Linked DNA regions of Mus musculus: region 1 is linked to region 2. Evidence: chromatin contacts called from public promoter capture Hi-C data. All regions are on one chromosome and are shown on one strand. Each heading gives the region's core, a stretch centred on a gene start, on an enhancer-like site or on the middle of the called end of the contact. The rest is flanking DNA. Distances are from core to core; before and after follow the strand shown.

Region 1 (4,579 bases), core at 927-3,426, 100 kb after region 2:
AGACAGCACGAGGGATACCAAAAGGTGGCAACAAGATTCTCCCTCCTCTGTAAGTCTGGGCAACTGGTATTCACCTCGGGAAGCCCACTGCTTCACAAAGAACATGGAAATTGTAACAAAGCCACCGTAGAGCTGGAGAGATGATTAAATGTCACAAGGACTGCAGAAAAATGAAGAAAACAAAACAAACCATTGTGGCTGATAATCTGGGTTTGAGTTGGTTTACATCTACTTCTTGCATACTCCGGAAGTAGAGGCAGGAGGATTAAGCTCGGCCAGGGCTACAAAAGAAGATGGCATTTCAGAAAACAGACACACAGGGAAGAGCCTAGCTTTGAGTCAGGTTGAATAGGTCAGCATCCAATAGTCTTCCCTGGACTCAGCCTTGACCACCCCCACCCCCGCCCCCAAAACAAAACAAAACAAAAAAACCCCAGTGCCTTCGTATTTCCCCCAAGAAATACTTTAAAGATCACTAGCGGGCTCTCCTATCCTTGTTCCTGTGATTAAAAGACACGTGTAAAAATGGGACCCTGTGGAGACCAGGCCTGGGGTGACTGGAATAGACACCACTCCCATGTTGTTCCTTGAAGGGGCCCTATACCTCTGTATTAGGCCACCAAGGCTGGAGAGCGACTGGTGCAGCTGCAAAACCCACTCTGGCCTCAACTGTACACTTGGGAATTGTTTATTTTATTAAATAGAAAAACAACGCACTAGGACAGGCACAAAGACACAGTCTTGTGGCAGCGCGGGGGCACCTTCCCTGGTTTCTGCTGCTGCTACTTGCTCTTGGGTGGGGGCCGATAGACCCCGACGACGACGGCGTGGTCCCTTTCGTAGGGCTCCAGAGTCAGCTGCTCCTGTGGCTTCAAGTTCTCCTGTTGCAGCTTCCTCACCTCAGAAGCAAACACGGCCTCGGCAGACGCTGTGGAGTCGATGCAGTTGGCCTTGATGGAAATGAGAAAGTGGCCTCCGTTGCGCAGAAAGGTGTGGGCGTTAAGCGCCACGATGCGCGACTGATCTGGCTGGGCCACATCGGCGAAGATCACGTCCACCATGCCAATGAGCATGCGATACTTGAGCGGGTGCCGGGCATCTTCCAGCACCGGGATGATGTTGGTGCGCTTCTTGGCCACGTTGACCAGATCGCGGCCGGCGCGATGGGAGAATTCAACCGCATAGACCAGGCCGTCGGGGCCGATGATGTCGGAGACGTGTGAGACAGTGGTTCCGGAGGCGGCGCCCAGGTACAACACTTTGGACTTGGGCTTGATGTGGATCTGGTCCACGCCGCCCAGGATGGCCGCTGCCAATTTGGAGCGGAAGGGATTCCACGTGCGGTACTCCTGTTTCTCCCCGTTCTCCATCACGGTGACGCGCTTCTCGCCGTACACCGAGACTCCAGGCACCATGTTCAGTGTGACCAGAGCATCCTCCGCGCCGCGGTAGATGAACACGCCCTCGTGCCGATGCGGCTCCACCGACACCGTGATGCCCTTCTTGCGGCGGTTCTTGTTCTTGCCTGGACCGCCGCGTCGCTGCCTGTCGCCGCCGCCGCCCCCGCCGCCCCCGCCGCCGCCTCGTCCCCGGCCCCGGCCGCCGCCGCTGGAGCCGCGTGTGCGTGCCCCGAAGCCGCCTTTGGTCCCTGAGCCCGTGTCACCTCCCTTGCTGCCTCCCTTGCCGCCACCCCAGCCCCAGCCGCCGCGGCCGCCCGCGGGTTTCATGGCCCCCGCAGCTCTCAGGAACTGCCGCGGTGGTCGGGGATCGCGAGGGACCCGGGCGGTTGCTGCGGAATGGGGACAAATTGTTGGCGGCGGCTGCCCGCAGGATTAGCCGCAGCGGGATGCAGGGGGCCGCGGTGCGCACATCCCCGGATCCACGCTTTGACGCGGTGACTTGCGTGATTGCATCACAGCCGTTTTGTAGCCCCTGTAGCCCCGGAAGCCCCCCTGCACCAGCTGCGCGCAGACACAGCCTGCTCACTTGTAACCCTTTGCCTTCTCTCGAGTCTGCTGGTATTTATTCTCTGCTTTCCCAGGGACTCCAGCTTCTTTCCCTGGATCTCGCAGTGGCCAAGCGTCTCTGTGGCAGAGAGATGGGAAGCGCGCATCCACTAGTCCTTGAGTTTCTTAGTTTCTTGCTCTCCCGTGTGTCAGCAGGAAACCTATGTGTAACCTAAATCATATGGCACTTACTTCAGAAAAAAAAAAAAAAAGGAAATTACTTCGATGTTTCGTCTGTGCTTTAAAAACCATTCTTTCATCCAAACCTTGAGGAACTGGAGGAAGAAATGGGCAGCACCGCGGATAGAAACCCAGACGTCCCTACATAGGCTTTAGCGTCCAGTCAGCACCAGGGACAGCTACCTCAAACACGTCTCTTCTGACCACTATTGGTGGCTTTGGGGCCAAGCTGGACTTCTGTGTAGCTGATCTAAGCACATGTCTGACCTCCCTGTTAGTGGAATTAAGTGCCAAGTCCAGGGAGATGGTGTTGGGCCCCCAAGGGCCCAAGTGTTGAGAACGCGACCCCCAGAAACACACAGCTTGACGGCAGAACGCTGCAACAATGACAAGAGGTTTTTATTCTAACGTGCGTGGAATAAAACCATGGGGGGGGGGGGCGTTGCTCAGCCTCGCAGGGAGAGTAAACCCCGATTGTCAAAAGTACATCTTTTTTATAATCTTTGAAAGGGGGGCACCTCACAGTGATATCATTATTGGCTAGCAAAGCAATAGTGTATTTTTAATTTTAGTGATCAGCTGTTGATGTGCCAGAAAACTTCGTCAGCAAGGTTAGGACAGTATGTGGTTTATTGTGGAATTCAAACTGAGGCAGGATTTCCAAGGACTGTTATCTGTGTTATAGCTAATTTTTGAGAACTGCTAATCTTGCTCTGGTCAACTGTGGTCATCATGACCTCTTAGTCAGTCCTCTCAGATGGGGAAGGGCCCGGGTGGTATTGAACTATTGAACTTGCTTATATTGGCAGGGAAAGGGAAAATTCCTCAAGCAGCAGGGGGAAGGGAAAAGCTTTTGCAAATAGCTTTGGTGCACATTAGCCAAGCTAAAAACTATATTTCTTCAGTGGAATGCACCTAAGAACTAGAACATGACACAGGGAGAGGATATTAACTCCCCATATGTGCACACATTAATCTCCTCTCCTGTCTCACATCCACAGACAGCAATGGCAGGGCTGTTCACCCCTGAGTATTATAAGACTTTCTTGATGAGGGCCACAAGTCTGCATGAGGATATAGAGAAGGTGGCAGAGGAAGAAATGCAGGATTCCTGTGATAGCTTGTTCGTGGGAAACACTCTAATTACAATTTGAAGAGTATTCTCTAAAATGAGTTACATTTGCTGTCTTGGTTGTGTTTCCACCAATCAGACCTTGTAATGACTAGTTTTTGCATATATTTGAATTGGCCATGGGATGCTCAGATACTTAATCAAATATTATTCTGGTTGTTTCTGGGCAGTGATTGGATGAGGTTATCATTTACATTTGTCAAGTAAAACAGATTGTCCTGCATTGTGTGGGTAAGTTTCATTTGATCAGTTGAAGCCCTGTATAAATTAAAAGGCTGCTCTTCTCCAAGGAAGAGAGAATTATGCTACCTAATAGCATTTAACCCGGAACATTAGTGCTTCTTATCCAACAACTTTTGAAGAAGGGTGTTGGTTTTGATGATTTCAGATTTGCCAGCATCCATTTTGCATGAAAAACTATTTATTTGTGTGTGTGTGTTTCATATGCGTCCTGATGGAGGTTGTCTTAGTCAAGGTTTCTATTCCTGCACAAACATTATGACCAAGAAACAAGTTGGGGAGGAAAGGGTTTATTCAGTTTACAATTCCATACTGCTGTTTATCACCAAGGAAGTCAGGACTGGAACTCAAGCAGGTCAGGAAGCAGGAGCTGATGCAGAGGCCATGGAGGGATGTTGTTTACTGGCTTGCCTCCCCTGGCTTGCTCAGCCTGCTCTCTTATAGAACCCAAGACTACCAGCCCAGAGATGGTCCCACCCACAAGGGACCTTTCCCCTTGATCACTAATTGAGAAAATGCCTTACAGTTGGATCTCATGGAGGCATTTCCTCAACTGAAGCTCCTTTCTCTGTGGTAACTCCAGCTGTGTCAAGTTGACACAAAACTAGCCAGTACAGAGGTGATGTCAAGATCACAGATAGAGCTAGGAGAATGAGGACAGGGCAGCTAGAGAGGACATTAAGAAGCAGAGAAACAGGCTGGCGAAATGGCTCAGTGGTTAAGAGAACTGACTGCTCTTCCAGAGGTCCTGAGTTCAATTCTCAGCAACCACATGGTGATTCACAACCATCTGTAATGAGCATCAGATGCCCTCTTCTGGTATGGCTGAAGACAGCAACAGTGTACTCACGTACGTAAAATATATAAATAAATAAATAAATCTTGAAGAGGAGGAGGAGGAGGAGGAGGAGGAGGAGGAACACTGTGGGTGCTGGAGGTGCGACGGGTTGTCTTAAGAATGGTGTGCAAAGTATCCAAAGAAATGATGTGTTGATAGCCAGGCAGCGGGGGAGCACACCTT
Region 2 (4,672 bases), core at 1,857-4,356:
TTAGGACTCTTTTTTGGGGGGTGAGTCTTTTGCATTTTGATTTTTTAGATAGAGGGATGTTCAACTTGTAGTGTCATCTCTCACTTGCTGACTTACTTGGTAAACATCTAAGTGTGGGGGACATGAGGTTAAGCATCCCCCACACAGAAGGCACACATGTTCATAGACAGTGGCTACACAGGCCTCCCTGGAGGTTCTCCAGCCTGCTGTGGGGACACTTGTGATCAAGGAGTAAATAGCTCTGTTTGGAAGCTAAGGGAGGGCGTTTCCACAGGGCAGGACGGGAGATGCCCTCTGTGAATGCCATGCTACTCAGCTGACAGCAGCTGAAAGGACAAAAGGCTGTTCCTCAGAGTCACTGCAGTGACTTCTTGCCACCTGGAAGGCCGTGTCAGTCTCAAATGAAAGCCAAGCCACCAAACCAAAGCTGACCGATTGGGAGAGCTCTGTCCCCTGAGACCCCATGAGCTAGCCCCATGAAAGAGTGAGCTGCCAGGGCCCCTGCAGGCTTCATCCTTCTAGAGCAACTGGGTTCCAGGGCCTCCCTCGGCCCATCCTCGATGCTGCTCAGGACCCCCAGTAGTCATAAGAAGTGAGGGAGTATGTCAAGATGCTGCTGTAGGCCACAGGGCAGACACTTCAAGCCCAGCTGGGTCTTTCCTGCCCCAGGAAAGGCCAGGCCTTCAGTATGGACACTTACCACGGGACTCCTCTACCCACAGGGCCAGGGGCCTTCAGGAAGGGCATCTAACCAGAACCTCAGTGGGTGGAGTTGTGAGATAGGAGCTATAGACTATGAAGAAAAACTGGGAAATTCAGTGTTTGGGGGGGCTATTTCTTAGCTTTTTTAAGGTTTTAAGGCTCAGAACTCCATGCACGAGTCAGCTCTACCTGGCAGGGCGCGTACCCTGGCAGTTTGAGTTGCCACCATCACTGCCAAGGTCCTGGTCCCATCTGATCCTCACACATGGAGTAGCAAACCATCACCACTCTATTTGAGGGCTGGGAAGCCTGATTGCTCAGAGAAATCCCGGGATGGGAAGAGCCTTGGACACAGGATAGGTTTCCATTAAACCCACCCTCCCATTGTGTGGCTGCAGGCTGTGGTACTAGGGTGCAGGAGTCAGTTGCCAGAGTAGGGTCCCTAGGCCCAGGCTGCTCGCCTAAAGAAATCACGGGAACTCTTTGTTCCTGCAGGGCTCTGTCGCCACCTATTGGCCACTCTTGGCATTGAGGGGGGGGATGACCACCTGGTAATCTTTCTTGTACAGTGGCCTGCAGTCCCTCCCTTAGCTGGGAGACATGAGTTTAAGTCCTGACTCTTCGTGAGGTACTCTAATTCCCTAGGCAGTGAGTCTCTTGTTTCCAAATGAGGAAAGATGTGGCTCCTGCCTGTGGGCTTGTTAGGGTTAAATGAAGGTCTTCAGCTCCCGCCCTTACTGCATGGCCCACCCACTGCCACTGCTCTCATAGAAGACGCTCTCGGTTCCCAGAAGCCATAGCATCCAGCTCACTGTAACTGTAGTTCTAGGACCCAACATCCTCTTCTGGCTCCAGGAAGCACCAGGCATGCAACTGGTGCACAGGTCCATGTGCAGGGGCTCACGTGCACGCAAACACTGGAGAGAACCGTGGGCCCCTCTGGCAATGCCTGTGGCCAGGGCAGCCCTATGCAGGAGCCCTCCAGCCTCAGCTACAGCACTGCGGCCACGGCTACTGTCTGGGCCCAGTGGACAGTCAAAGACTCTCAGGCCCTCGTCTCCCCTGACATCCCCAACGATCTCTCTAGGAGCCAATCACTGATCACCTGAGCTTGGCAATGCAGCATGGGCATTTCTCTTAGAGCAAACAGAAGGGTTGGGCTTGGCTTTTGTTCTTACCATCCTTCTTGTTGTTGTTGTTGTTGTTGTTGTTGTTGTTGTTGTTGTTGTTAGCAGTATAGCCTTTTTCCCACTGATATTTTGATTTGGAAGATCTTTGTTTACAACTTTGACAGAAATCTCTGTTTGGTGTCTGCGATTGTGAGGGCAGGCATGTGCACTCCAGGGCATGCTTGTGGAGGCCAGGGAACGACGCCGTGTTTCAGTCTTCCCCTGCCACTTTGATACTGGCTGTCTTGTTTATTCCTGTATATGCCAGGCTGGCTGACCTGTGACATTCTGAGGGCTCTCCTGTCTCCACCCTCCATCTCTCTGAAACTTTGAGACTGTAGATACACACTACTGTGTCTGGCTTTACGAGGATTCTAGGGTCAACCTCAGGTATTGAATGTAACACATCTCTTTGCCCTCCAAGCCATCTCTCTGGCCCTTACACCTTTTTTAAGGGCAGGTAGGACAGGCAGACAAAGCTGTCCTTGGAGCCAGAGGAGCCCAACACTCCTGGGGCAGAGAATTGTAACTGCAGCCCTTGTTACCTTGATAGCTGCTGTAAGCACTGTCTCCAGCCTGGTAGTCCTCAACCATATGCCGACGCCTCAGATGGCCCTACAGAGCTCAGGAAGGAACAAGGGAATGGCTTTAACAGCCAGGAAGGAGCTAACAGTGCTGCTTGCTGTGCCAGAGTATATCCAAAACAGGAAAATAGCTACCCTGACTACCTTGACCCTTGCTTGGTTCTGGAAGGAAAGAAAGAGAAGACCACACAGCGGAACTCTGGCTTCATAGCTGCTTCTGATAGAGAGACTGCCTAATGCTCACCCAAGCATGAGGCCTGGCCTCCAGTCTGTGGTGCTATTAGGAAGTGGCCCATTGGAAGAGGAAGTGAGGTCACTGGGGGGTGGGGGGTGGGGGGACTTACAGGGAACATTGGCACCTTGGGATCCAGCCACTTCTTTCTTGCTTCCTGGTCACCAAGAAGTAAACAGGACTCTTTCAAAGACTGGCCTAAAACAGCTCTGGAATGCAACCTTTGGAACTGAGTTCCCAAATAGCCCATCCCGCCTTTCAGTTATAGGTCCCAGGAGCTCAATTACCAGGATAGCAGCAGCTCTGGGGTGGTCAGGGACACAGCTACATAGTTTTGCACATGCACGAAGGGAGGGCTTGGCCCTCTTTCTCTAACCTTGATACTAATCAACTTGCCTGCAAGAGGGCAGCATCTGCCCTCATTCATGACTCACTCGGTGCAGTAGAGATGCTTCTGACCCATCCACGCAGCTTGATGGCTGCTCAGCTCCCCATCACTGAACCAGACACCCCAGTGTCTCTCAGCTCCTGCCTCCATCCCTGAACCAGATACCCCGGTGTCTCTCAGCTCCTGCCTCCATCCCTGAACCAGATACCCCGGTGTCTCTCAGCTCCTGCCTCCATCCCTGAACCAGATACCCCGGTGTCTCTCAGCTCCTGCCTCCATCCCTGAGCCAGACACCCTGGTGTCTCTCAGCTCCTGCCTCCATCCCTGAACCAGACACCCCGGTGTCTCTCAGCTCCTGCCTCGCCCTCATTTTCCTGCTGCTTGGCTAGACTATGCTCAAAAGTTGGTCGTTTGATTTAGAGGAGATGTGTGGGCTTCGTGATTTGTTTCTAGTCCCCAGCACCTAAGACCATAGAACTCAGCCCTCAGCAGAAGCATGGGTAGATGGATAATAGACAAGCGGGTGGAGAGGAAGGAGCAAGAGTGGACAGGTCCATGAGGAGGAAAGGGGAAAAGAAGAAGGGAGTTTGGGGGGGATGGATGAAAGAGTGACAAATGGCTACGGGTTTTTTGGAGGACTTGTGTGGATCCCAGGATCAGAGCTACAGTGAAGATCACCAGGGTGCGGGCTGTGGCGGGTTCTTATTGTCAATGTTCTCTGTGTGCGTGCACGTGCACGTGGAGGCCAGAGGAGAACCTCAGGTATGGTTCCTCTGGGGCCGTCCATCTTTGGAGGCACCATCTCTCACTAACTTGAAACTGACTGCCAGGCTAGGATTGCTGATGGATAGTGCTGCCCCTGGCTTTTTCTGGGGGCTCTAGGGATCTAACTTGGTGCTTTCAAAACTAGCACTTAGCCCCTCGTAAATAGCACCAATATCACCAATATCACACTCCCCCAATAATTTGATCACCCAATAATTCTGGCACGTTACTCTCCCCCATGTGGGGGAGGACACTGAGATAGGGGACTTCTGTGATTGGCTATTGTTCTGCCCAACAGTGAGAGGATGGGGAGCGGCCTCCATCTCTGTCCCACCTGCCAACCTGTATAGTACCTGCCATTTCCCTCGGCTCTTCTGAAGTGCCACAGCCATGGAAACTCCCCCTGCTGCCTGTAAATCAGTGAGAATCCCAAGGAGACTTCAAGATGAGAGAGGCTCTCCTGTCCACCAATGAGACAGATCTACAGACTCCCCAGGGAGCCCCTTTCTTCGTGTCCCCAAAATCCTGTAACCCACCACAGTTCCCTCCCAGGCCCTGCCACTGAAAGTGTTCCGGGAGAAACAGAACTTTGGAACCAAAAGTCTTGCCTGTAAATCCTATCTCTAACATGTATAAGCTGGATGACCTCAGACAAATCACATCATCTCTCTGGGCCTCAGTGTTTTTATCTGTAAAGTGGTTATCTGGTACCTAATTGTAGAATTATCAAATAATAGAAGTGAGTGTGTTGGCACTGTACACAGCCCAGGTAAGTCCTGCTCTGTCACAGATGAGCTGGGGAAGGAGAGTAAACAGCCCTGTCTCCCTAAGC

What was found. Promoter capture Hi-C pulls out the DNA fragments that hold promoters and counts their contacts.
Region 1: a contact with region 2 is called in a promoter capture Hi-C map of hippocampal neurons, with 2.8 times the contacts expected there. The contact joins the promoter of Fbll1 here to the enhancer-like site in region 2. A contact is called at or near these places in 4 of 39 promoter capture datasets (the 3T3-L1 cell line, hippocampal neurons and liver), 11 of 484 Hi-C or Micro-C datasets (the 3T3-L1 cell line, brown adipocytes, embryonic stem cells and 1 more), 1 of 115 datasets of contacts at active chromatin or transcription factors (embryonic stem cells) and 1 of 9 other capture datasets (adipose tissue).

Annotation. Positions count from the first base shown.
Region 1 is chr11:35,796,708-35,801,286 of GRCm38.p6, forward strand. It overlaps Fbll1 (fibrillarin-like 1), which reads right to left and starts at 2,177. Exons shown (of 1, transcript NM_001004147.3): 1 at 673-2,177. The coding sequence starts at 1,727. The coding sequence ends at 783.
Region 2 is chr11:35,692,140-35,696,811 of GRCm38.p6, forward strand. The region is part of intron 32 of Slit3 (slit guidance ligand 3); the gene reads left to right. Among named protein-coding and RNA genes, the nearest start is that of Gm46278, 18 kb to the left of the region's middle. Within about 2 kb of position 3,107, at least 11 of the 459 cell types and tissues checked have an H3K27ac peak or open chromatin away from gene starts, as enhancers often do. A contact at or near this core is called in adipose tissue, where this site is marked.